Regions from separate parts of the Pan troglodytes genome. Here region 1 is linked to region 2. The links are chromatin contacts, called in public Hi-C maps. All regions are on one chromosome and are shown on one strand. Each heading gives the region's core, a stretch centred on a gene start, on an enhancer-like site or on the middle of the called end of the contact. The rest is flanking DNA. Distances are from core to core; before and after follow the strand shown. Region 1 overlaps LOC104006192 (a long non-coding RNA gene). Region 2 holds the start of SPRY1 (sprouty RTK signaling antagonist 1).

What was found. A called contact is a pair of places that touch in the nucleus more often than the background predicts.
Region 1: a contact with region 2 is called in a Hi-C map of stem cell-derived neural progenitor cells, with 8 times the contacts expected there. The contact joins the enhancer-like site here to the promoter of SPRY1 in region 2. A contact is called at or near these places in 1 of 7 Hi-C or Micro-C datasets (stem cell-derived neural progenitor cells), 1 of 1 datasets of contacts at active chromatin or transcription factors (stem cell-derived excitatory neurons) and 1 of 1 other capture datasets (stem cell-derived neural stem cells).

Annotation. Positions count from the first base shown.
Region 1 is chr3:124,871,784-124,877,292 of NHGRI_mPanTro3-v2.0_pri, forward strand. The region is part of intron 5 of LOC104006192 (a long non-coding RNA gene); the gene reads left to right. Among named protein-coding and RNA genes, the nearest start is that of TRNAC-GCA, 190 kb to the left of the region's middle. Within about 2 kb of position 2,583, at least 10 of the 24 cell types and tissues checked have an H3K27ac peak or open chromatin away from gene starts, as enhancers often do. A contact at or near this core is called in stem cell-derived neural progenitor cells, where this site is marked.
Region 2 is chr3:124,570,812-124,577,010 of NHGRI_mPanTro3-v2.0_pri, forward strand. SPRY1 (sprouty RTK signaling antagonist 1) reads left to right here and starts at 3,021. Exons shown (of 2, transcript XM_517428.8): 1 at 3,021-3,151; 2 at 6,176-6,199.

The sequences.
Region 1 (5,509 bases), core at 1,333-3,832, 300 kb after region 2:
CATTAATTATTGGTAATACATGTTATTTATTCTCTTATTCTTTTAGTTTTAACCAACTATCATTGATTGAAAACATTATTTGATTCATGTTACTGTAATAAGCTTTAACATACTTCTGTTCCTTCCCCATACCCTCTTCCCCTGCCCTCCTCTCTACCTCACTTATCTCCTCTTTTCTATTCTCAATCAACTAATTATTCGTGGGAGCATGTACTAGGGGCAACATTACTTTTTTTTTTTTTTTAATGAAGTATCTAGGTCTTCACCATTTTCGACACAATGCTATATTTTTCGTACCATATGTTTTTTGAAATGCTTATAATGCTCTCTTTTGGTGAAGAGGATTTGTTTATGGATGTCATAAAGTCAAACACTACTCATGTCTCATGATAGTAATCACCACCAATACCACCGTAATAGTAGTAATCTTTGGGTTGAATGGGCCAATCAAATTTATAATCCGCTATACTTGTCTTCTGATCTTCACTAGCGTGGCTTTTGTGTGCTCATGGAAAAAACAGGGAATAAAAGCTTGGTAGTTTACATGCTGTTAAAATTAAGAAAACACGATTTAGTATTAAAAGAGGTAATGATTTAATTTTGGAGTTGCTGAGTTGAGCTCTGGTGGTCTGGGAAGCTCGGGGGAAAATTTAGATATTGCAGTAACAGATTTGGGTTGGAATATTTTGTGACTGCAATAGCAGATGCACTTATAGAAGGCTTTACAAATCCAAATGTTGCTTCATATGACCTTGGGACATGATGGATTTCCCAAGGCTCCAGATTTGACAATAAGTTTTCTATTTAGCCAAAACATGAAAATTCTTCTTCTTCACACGTTATTTAAAGAAAAGTGCTTAAAATTACATGGTATTTAAAATTTACTTAGTTGTAAAACCTATTAATAGAATATAAATATATGGTTTTTAAATCAGTACAATTAATTTGCAGGCTTTAGGTAGCTTAGATTAAGGTAAATATCTTTTATGGTAATTTTCCTGGAACCGTAAATATGACTTATGTGTCTCCATATCTTTGTTTCCACTGAAGACTTTGAAATAGCAATAATTGGGCCTTTTTGAGGACTTCTTGGGCCTTTTCAGGACTTCTACCAATTTGTTAATAGTATGCACCTTGGAAATTTTTAAGGATTCACCCAGACTTTAATAGTCACTGTTAATATATTCAAATGGTTTGAAAATTTGTGCTTGTAATATGATGATTTGAATTCTTGATACTGGGGCACTTTTGATTATCTTTGCACAGTGTGCATTTGCTTGTAATTTTTTTTACTTTGATGCACTGCTAATAGATAATATACCACACATTCTATGGATATGTGCTAGTTGACCCAATCAGAATAAATGTACAGGAACTCTGCTACATGGTAAATATAATTAAATACCATGAAAATGTCTTATTAACTTCTGTAATCTTTAAAAGTATGCAATAAATCATATTACTTGAAAAAACTTTATTTTTCAACCTATGATACTGCTTAGGGCCCTGTTCAAGGATGCATTTAAAAAACATGACAATTCTAAAAAATAAAATAAAATAGAAATTTTAACTGTTTGAATAATGGAAGGTGCACATTGACAGTAACTATTCATACTTTGTACCAAGATCTTAGTTTGACATAATTTTTTCAGCCTTGTTTGGATTTACAGTTAACCCTAAAAACATTAGTAAATGGTACCCACACTTTTAAATCATAAAAAGAAACCTAGATTTGTTTGCAGTTTTTTAATCTGTTGTTAATAAACTTGAAAGAACACAGCCCTGTCTAATAAACACATCAAACTAATGGGTACCAGAGCAGTTCAGAAGAGTGTTTGTTGTTTGGTGTTTAGGTTTCAGTCAGAATTAATCAACAATGGATGGGGCCTGCTGTATTTATTAGCAACTCAAATCCCTGTGATTTAATGCCAGATCCTTTGACTCATTCCAGTGAATGCTGGCAAGTTTACAGCACTGATACATACTTACATCCTCGGGTCTTTAAAAGAAAGGGAAAAATAGAGCCTAAAATCAGACCACAGGATTGGCAAGAATTTCCCGAGAGCCATTTTGAATTTAGCCCTATACAGTGAGCTTGTGAATAGGAAGCAATTGATTCAGGAACAGTGGAGCCTTTTTTTGCCTGAAGAAGCCTTCAGCTGTGCAGATGGCTTGCTGGCATAATCCAGTCTGCTTTTGTCTTTTATTTTATATATTAGGCTACTTTCTTCTCACACTTTATATTGCTTTTATTTTCTCTCTGTGCTCTAAGCCTCCAAATTTCAGGGGCAGGGAGAGGTTGCAAGGGTTTAGTGAGGGTGGCAGGACTATATGTGGAGTATTTCCCACAGATTTATGAGTTGCTAGTAAATCGCTGGCAATGCTGCCTGCTTGTCACAGTCAGCACTAGGGTGTTCTTTGTACAAAAGTGTCAACTTTTGAATGAGGACTCTGGAAACAGATGTAAAGATTAATCTTGAGAATGCATTTTTCTGAGGCCCTGAAAACGTGCCTACTTGTGCAATAGCCCTGGTTCTAGACATTTATTTTTCAAAGTGATCTCATTCCTCAGTTACAAAGACTTACATTCTTCACTGTTCATGTTCAGAAAATTCCACAGCCCTTAGCCATTCCTCCTGCTTCTCATGTCTGGGGGCTGCCTTTCGAGAGCAGATTATTTGTGGAAAGACATTATTTATCTGGAAACTGTTCAGTGAAAACTTGATGGAGTTGTTGTTACTCTAGGGACCGTCTATCTCCCTCGGAAGATAAGATTTGCCAATGCTTCCCCCCTACAACTTCCTATGGGAAGATAGCTGACTTTTGGCCTGATAAATAGTTTCACATTGGATGGGTTGTTGCCATCTCATGCATTCTTTTTCATCCTTCCCAGATATGCAATTTTCTCTCTTACTGTCTTGCTTTCGGTTGTATTGTCTTTTATCCCCCCTCTCATACGGAAGTAAATTTTGAAGAAGAAATATATGCTAAAATGGGTATTTGTTCAAGTTTTTCAATGTTAAATATTAGGATATGTCTCAAAGTGTTCTGAAATAAATCTGTGTATATAAAAAAAACATCGAGCATGTTAATCACATACCTCTGTTTTTCCTCTAGTTTTCTTCTACACAATGACATATTTTCTTTCGGCAAATAGAAGACTTTGTGGGAATGATGTAGAACATGGGTTTTTTTTTTTTTTGTATTGTAAATGTTCCACAAACAGAAAATAAATACCACAGAATCCACCATTTTGGAATGACTTGTTTGTGAGTCAATTGTCCTTGTTTCCCCTCCTTAAAAATTATATCTTCCATTTATATGGGAAACACATGTAGATATTTCCTCTTTTCTTATCTTTAAACAAGATTTGTAATACATTTCAGCTGAAGATTAAAAAGATCTGGTCCTCTAAACATTTGTATAAGATTAGCAAATGTGGCCGGGCGCGGTGGCTCACGCCTGTAATCCCAGCACTTTGGGAGGCCGAGGCGGGCGGATCACGAGGTCAGGAGATCGAGACCATCCTGGCTAACACGGTGAAACCCCGTCTCTACTAAAAATACAAAAAATTAGCCGGGCGTGGTAGCGGGCGCCTGTAGTCCCAGCTACTCGGGAGGCTGAGGCAGGAGAATGGCGTGAACCCGGGAGGTGGAGCTTGCAGTGAGCCGAGATCGCGCCACTGCACTCCAGCCTGGGCGACAGAGCGAGACTCCGTCTCAAAAAAAAAAAAAAAAAAAAAAGATTAGCAAATGTACTAACATACAGACTTTTTCACTGTTGTAATAATTTCCTATATACTCAGCACTTTTGTTTGTGAAGAACATTTATTTTGGTACTGCCATACTTTATTTTCTCATTGCACCTCTTTTAAATTGCATTTCTCAAGGGCATTATATGTAATGAGGAACTTGGCTTTCAAATGAAAAATGTTTAAATTTAGAAATGCAGATTTTTGACTAGAGATGGCAGAAGAATTGTGTTTATATCCTAGTTTATTTCCTGAACTAATAAACAACAATAACAATGATGAAAAACAGATAACAAAGGCCATCTGCAATAATACTGGGCAATAATTACACATACAAACCATAACAACAAAGTATAGGTACTCAAAACTATGAAATTAAGACCAAACTCAGAAAAGGCTTAGTGTACTGGCACATACATCCATGATCTCTGCAATAAGTATGGTGCTTCACAGTTTGGGAGTCAATCCTGAAAGGTCCAATCAAGGCTCTCTCTCTGGAATGCCAGAGTCTGGGGGTTTGGATAGGTCAGAGGAAGATCACTGAATTCAGGTTTACTCCACCGAGGAGGAGCAGGGTCAGGGTGGAAATTCAGAAGTGCTCAAATATACCATTTTTATCACAAGCAGGCTGACCACTAGGAAGGGAGAAGATAGAAGGTGAAGATTTATTAGGGAATTGCAGAGAGCTGAAGACTCATATGCTGGAGATGGCTCATACCTGCTCTCTAGAGCCGATGGATACATTTCCAAAGTTTGCAAATCAATTGTTAAACACAGCCATTATTAAAAATTACATTACAAACTTACAATAAATTACTTGAGAAACAAAGGCAATAAGTACTAAAACTCATCACACCTTAATAACGATACATTATTATTATCTATGCTCTTGAGGTTATTCCCATCGATTGTATCTGTCTGGTGAAAATATGATCTGAAAGTGAACTACTGTGCATCTCTTTCCAACCCTGTATTTGGTAATATATCACATTGGTAGCTTGAAAACAGCCATGGCGGGAGTATTTATATCATGAAAATCTGCAAATGCTGCATATAAATACTTGACTTATTGTTTTGTTTATTAATTAGAATTAAAGCGATGAAGAAAATGTTAATGATGCAGATTAAGAGTGTTGTGCCATGGCTCAAAAAACTGTGGAAGTATTCTTCTAGTATTTGAAACTATTGTCTGAAAGTTGCTCAAGTCATTGATGAAAGAATGAAGTTCTGAGATGCGCATCTTTTTTGTATCACTTTCATTTTACTTAGTAACATAAATGAAAGTATCACCAAACATTCATGTCAGAACACTTGTTCATTGCAACCATAGTTTGGGTATGAGTTTGGAAAATTCAAGAGAAGCATTCTGTGATAATCAATTGGCTGTATAGACTTTATAATCAATATTTTATATGTTGTAAATTGTGTGCTATATATGCTTTATATTAGCAAAATTTATTATGTCTATGTAAAAAATCTCAAGTATACAAAAATGTATGTGCATGTGTACATAAAAATGCATATATTATTTTTAGGACAGTTAGTTAAGCAATTACCAGCGCCCTATAGATGCCTTGCAGTGCATTGGGGAGATATCCTTTGCACTGCGTGTTGAGGGATGTAGATGGAAAGAATGGAGGTTTAGTAACTCAAATGCATGGATCATGTAGCTGGAGATACACCCAAGCCTCAGAATTAGTAAGAAAATATTTTGAAACAGTCTATTTGAATTCAAGATTTTTGCAGTACCAGTTTTCT
Region 2 (6,199 bases), core at 1,771-4,270:
GTAAAATTTCATTACATCCCCAAATCTAATGAGATCTATGAAAAAAATACAATGAAATCAATTTTATTCTTTTAAATAGCCTATTTTAATACAATTCATAATATTAAGAGTGAATATGTAGCTTTTTGGCTTGATTCTTATTCTATGCTATTTTTTAGTGATGCTTTTTTATTGTTATTCATGTTCTTAACAATGCTCTGTGTTCTTTAGAGGCAATTCCAAACACAACTTTAATTTTTGAAAGTGCTCAGACATTTGAAAGTCCTGCGTGTGCGTGCGTGTGTGTGTTATGTATGTATATATTTATAGTTTCAACAGAACCATTTGCTATTGTAAATAAGGAGACTAAAAATGTACTTTGAACTAAAAATTTCCATACTTATATGTATATATGATTTAGATTCTAGAGTTTTGTTATTGTTTGCTTTGTTTTGCCAGACTTTAAGCTACTCCTGATATATAGTACCTGGAAAAATATTTCCTTTCCACTAAGTTTTTGGTCTTTAGGTGGCTTTTAAAAGTTTCTACGGAACCTTCAATTCCACAAAAAGTTATCCTCACTGCAGCATGAAAAGGCACAACTTTGATAATAAATGCCTAAAATCCCATAGTTTGTAAGAAAGTAGAAAGCAAGTTTCCTAAAGTGTTTTTTTCAGTCATATCAGCTATTACTAAGAATTATAAAACTTCTTGATAAATTTTTTCTATTCTAATTAATTGACTTTTAGCTAATTAAAAAATATACGGGTTTGTATTTTTTGCAAAATTATACAACTATATTACAAAATTGAAAGAATTTGGTTTTTTCTCCATGTGCTTGATTTTTGGGAAATCATATAACAAGCCAAGGTAAAGCAATTATTTAAAAAACCCACAGCAGAAAATTTCACCTTTATTACATATCCTTATATTACATTTGCAGTAAGGAGTGCCACCTTTTGAACTTTAGGTTTCACATATTCTGAACTTTGTTGTAAATAGGAACTGTAATGTTATATAATCATCTTTTTGTGTCAATATACGTTTTCCCTCTAGTTGGTCAGAAGTGATGGCTTGGCATACAACTTTTTTCATTTTCTTTTATTCTTCACAATTCTTTTCTAATTCAACTTAAGAGTAGAGTCCACCAATCCTTTTAATTGAGATCGACAACTAAAGATTGCTAACCAAATCCGAATGTATTCCTCTATGACAAACTGCATTTGCAGAATTTTTAGAGGCACTCCCGAAGTTTTAAGAGGATGTTTATTACACGAGTCTGTAGGGCAACATTTCCAAGTTGGTACACATAAACGAAAGAGGAAACGATAGTTAAGGAAATCCTGTTCCAGGTTTTCGGGCAGCCCGAGTGATTGACACATGATATCACCGGAGGCGTGTCCCGGAGTGGAGGTGGAGGTGGAGGCAAGGAGCTGAAATTCCGCGGAGCCGGAGTGAGACCGCTCTGTAAAGCACGCAGTGGTTTGCAGAGTGATTATCAGCTTCCCTGCCCTGGATAAGGAACAGCTACAGTCGCTGTTAAATGTGCCTGAAAAGCAATTTGCAATCTTTGCATTAGGTAAGTACCGTTTCCTTCCGTAGACATTTTAGGAAAGATAAGGTGAGAAATGTTGACTTTTGCAAGGAACTGAACATTTATTTATTTGAACTTGCTTTCCAGCTAAGGTTACTGGTTGCATTTCAAAACACCGGTAGCATTCCCACTGCTAAAACTAATGCTCTTAAAGTAAATGCTACCGCTAAAAGAAAAAGCAGGGTCCCTTTCACCTTTCCTTAACCGAACAGTAGACGTTTAAAGTCTGAAACGATCGAATTTGTGAAACACAGAGCCGTTAATGCCTTTATGCGAAGAGGGGCTAGCACTCGGTGTATGGACCAAATGCGTGTTTGTTTAGGCATTGTTGGCGACCGAAGCCCGAGCGAAGCATTGGTTTAAAACCTGAATTTCCCGTCTCTGTGTATTGATTCCTAACGCGCAGAGGCGTTGCTTGAACGTTGTTTGAACTCCTAGGCATTCCAGGGGGCAAAAGCACCTCGGCAAAAACGTGCAGGACTGCATGTTACTTTGGTTCGCGGCTGACACGCCGACTGTGCGCCGGCCTGTCAATCACTGGGAGCAGCAACAGGGAGCACATGGCAACGGGCTGCGGGCGAGCTGGCCAGCGGCCCGCCCCGGGTCCCAGCCTTTCGAAGAAAGGGACATTCACAAGCTTCTATCTCTAATTCTGTGTCGCAGGCATTTCGGCCGTGGAACCCCAGGCTCGGAGGACTGGGTGTGAGCGCTGCCCGGGAGAGGCTGACCTGCCGGGACCGGAGTGCCCGGGGACGCTGTGCCCCCACTTGCCCAACGTGCGGAATCGGCTAAGCGCGTCGGCCTGCGCGGGGGACAAGGGACGACGCCCGCCTTTCTCTCTTCGAGAAGGATCCCCAAACCTCACTCTCTTCACTCCTCCCCGCTAAAAAAAAAAAAAAAAAAAAAAAAAAAAAAAGGGTAAAAAAATCCCCCTCCCCCTCCTGGCCGCGGCAGCCTCTGCCTGGCAGGCGCGTGCTCCGAGGTCTCGCCGGGGTACTGCGCGGCTCCGTGATCCACCCGCCGACGCCGGTTCGGGCCCCGACCCGGGCGCTGCGGAGTCTCGAACGCCCGTGACGTGGATTTTTCGCTCGTCAGGAGGCCGCCATCCCTTCCTTCGTTCCTTGCGAGGAGCGACTAGAACCCGAGTTCTCTGAGCACACCGTGCCGTCAGCTGGCCCGTCACGCACTCGACTCCGCCACTCCCCTACTTGTTTTTCTGAGACTTGGGGAGCCTTCCTGAAAGGATTTGTAAAAACTGGTTCTTGGAAAGGGGCTGCAGGAGAAGACCTCCCGAGGTGGATGTTACTGAGCCGCCCGGCGAGCACCAGCCGTGAGAGGTCCGGGCCCGGCCGCGCGGAGCCGCGGGAGAACTGCCCTCCGCAGCCGGAAGGGGGCCGCGGGGAGCGCTCCTGGCCGGTGGCGGCGGGGGCGGGGGAGGCCGCGGGCCGAGGCGCTCCAGCTCCGGCGATGCCGCCTCGCCCTCCCCGCCGCGGTTGATGCGGCACGTGCACGCCGCCGCCCGCACCAGGACCTGGGCCGGGTCGCACGGCTTGGCCCCCGGCCATCGCTTCGGCTTAGGTGAGTGTGTGCGGCGGCCGCCCTCGGCCCGCTGGGCTGTAGGCGCGCGGGCGGGGCTCGCTCGGCGCGGCAGGTGCGGACTCGGCGGCGCTGCTGCCCGAGCCAGGACTCCGGGAGAGGAGGGGAGGGGAGGGACGACCTCGCTCGGCGCGGCCCCTCCCGCCGCTCCCTGCCCCCTGGGGGCGGCGGCTTCTGGGGGCTCAAGGTTGGGTGGCGGGGTGGGCGACGGTCCGCGGCTGCGGAACGTAACAGGACAGGGTCTCCTCCATCCCCGATTACCCGGAGCGGCGGCGCGGTGGCCCAGGTTGTTCTCTCGGAGAGCCCTTCACGCCCAAGGGGGATTTCAGGCGGCTCTGGGGATGTCCCCGGGGGCCCTCTTTGGAGGAGTGTGCGTCAAGCAGGGGGACGACAAAGGCTGTGTGTGTGCGTGTGTGTGTGTGTAGGCACATCTCCGGAATTCGCCGATTATCCCCTCGATAGAATTAGGCAGCCCCAAAGCCAGCCGCAACTTTCTTCTGGTTTGGAGCTCAGTGCAAAGACAGGGGAAGGGAGAGGGCACTGCCACTTTAAAAGTGGGGAAGTCGGCCGGGCGCGGTGGCTCACGCCTGTAATCCCAGCACTTGGGGAGGCCGAGGCGCGCTGATCAACTGAGGTCAGGAGTTCGAGACCAGCCCGACCAACTGATGAAACCCCGTCTTCACTAAAAATGCAAAAATTAGCCGGCCGTGGTGACGCGCGACTGTAGTCACAGCTACTCGAGAGACTGAGGCGGGAGACCCGCTTGAACCCGGGAGGCGGAGGTTGCAGTGAGCCAAGGTCGCGCCACTGCACTCCAGCCTGGGAGACAAAGTGAGACTCCGGCTCAAAAAAAAAAAGTGGGGAAGTCCGCCCTCCTGAGCTCATGGTAACCTCAGCCTCCTCCCCTCCTCCTACCAGAGAGAGGGAGAAAGAACTTGTTTTCATTCATAACTTTTTCCTTTTCCTTCTTCCGTCAACTATTTATTCAGTGCGGATTGCAGAGGGCGCAGCTCCACCGTGGTAACTTGCAATGTGGCCGCCCCTGCGCTGGCTGCTTTCTCCTCGGCCCTCGGTGAACCCAGCTTTTCCTTTAAAGCATAGACAAATCCTTGCTTAGGGTCAGCCAGACCGTGGGCTTGCTTTGGGCTCCCGCGTGGACGCTGAAGACTCTTCATGATTTGTCAGAAACCTTGGTGGGCCACGCAAAAAGTGTGTTGGAAATCCACGGTGATCCTTAGTATGGTGATGGGATTGTCCGAAAAGGTATTCTACTTCCATTCGCGTTTTCTTGGGGAAGGCAGTGTGCCGAGCGCGTGTGAGCGTGTTTGGGGCTTGTCCAAGACTGTCACTGCTTGAAAATGGGCTTTTCTTCGGATCGGAGGTGGCGAATTTTCTTTGCTTTTAATTTTTTTGTCTGGCAACTTCATTTCCCAGCCAGTATGAAGTTTGTTACAACTATCATTGGAAATGCAAATTAAAGTTGTGCCTGGTGTTATGGGTTACACTATTCAAATCCTCTACGGTTTTGTGAATCTGGCTTAGTACTTTTAGCTGCCTTTTGCTTTGAAAGCACTGAGTTAAGAAGTTCTTGAAGAAGAGGAATAATCGTGCAGGAGTCAGGATTAGATGTTGAGGACTCCAAGACTAAATCCCCGCAGGTTATGAATGTGTTACTCCTCATGCGCAAAGAAGGTGGAATAAAGTAGAAACTTGAGAGAGCTGAGTTGTGAAAACGAGGGGGAGCTCCAAGAAGTTAACATGTAAGACATAGTTTAGAGACATTAGTTTAGGAAATATAGGAAATGGACTTCTTTCTGCGTTATTCCTTAAACCATGTTTTTTGCCTCAGGTTGGTAGTGGAGAATGGACATTTCTTTTTCTTTTCATTCTTGAATTGGGTCGACTCTGTAGACTTTAGAAGGAATTTGTGTGAAAAATACTCTAGTTCACCACTGAAAGCAGAAACTTTCATCTTTGGTAGTTTGTGAAGAACACATTATAAATTAGAAATAACTTACTATTAGTATGGAAACACAACTGCTTATTTTTATCTGGATATTAGTGTGCTGATTTTGTTACAAGAAGCACATTGAATCAGAGTTGGCAGTGCGTTTGAAAATCAAGGTCTGTCATGTAAATACAGATTTTTAAATCAGAGGAAATACAGATAATTAAAACTGCCAGGATTTCCCTACACTGCGTTAAAGGCCTCACACTTATTTGTGCATAAAACTTACTTTGTTTTGTGAGTGAGCCCTTCAGCTTAAAAAAAAATCCTCTCAGGATTTCAAATATGAGTACCGTTGTATCATTCACTGGACTATACATTGAGTCTTGTGTGTGTGTGTTTGTAGCTCCAAAACACCAAGAATCGTTGTGTACCTGATACATTTATTTTTGCATCTCATAGATGAATAATAAGGTAGTTTTAAAATTCTGATTTATATAGAAAATTACCTATTATTTTGCGATTTCATTTTAGAGTCTCAATTTTTTAATTCCTTAATTTTTTTCATCATTAATCTAATGCATATAACAGCACACAACAAAAAGGCTGTAGCACCAAAGCCATTCTCAATTTCTTAAAAGGTAGACATTTTCCTTTATAGAAGCCACCTATGAACTGATAACTGAGCTTTCTTTAGATGAGAGTTATTCTCCTGCTTATACTCAGTATTCCCTGCGAAGGCATGCTCCATTTTAATTATTAGATTCACAAACAGGAAGGCATTACTTCCTCTTGATTCTGCTTCTTAAAAGTTGGAAAAACTTGTAATGTTTATGGCATGGGGTCTCTCGTTTATAGTCTTCCTCTATGATGTGGTCCCCAGCCTCTCCTAGAATTGGACTCTGGCCAGGACCCCAGCATCATTGTAATCCACTGATGAAGGAGGTCATTACTAGGCGGTTTAGGCAATTTGTGATTTGACAGGATTCCCCCCCCCCCTCAAAAATGCTTCCTGTCATTTATTTTCTGTGTTTTTTTCATCTTTGATTTCGTTTTAGGATTTCAGATGCATGCCAGGTTTC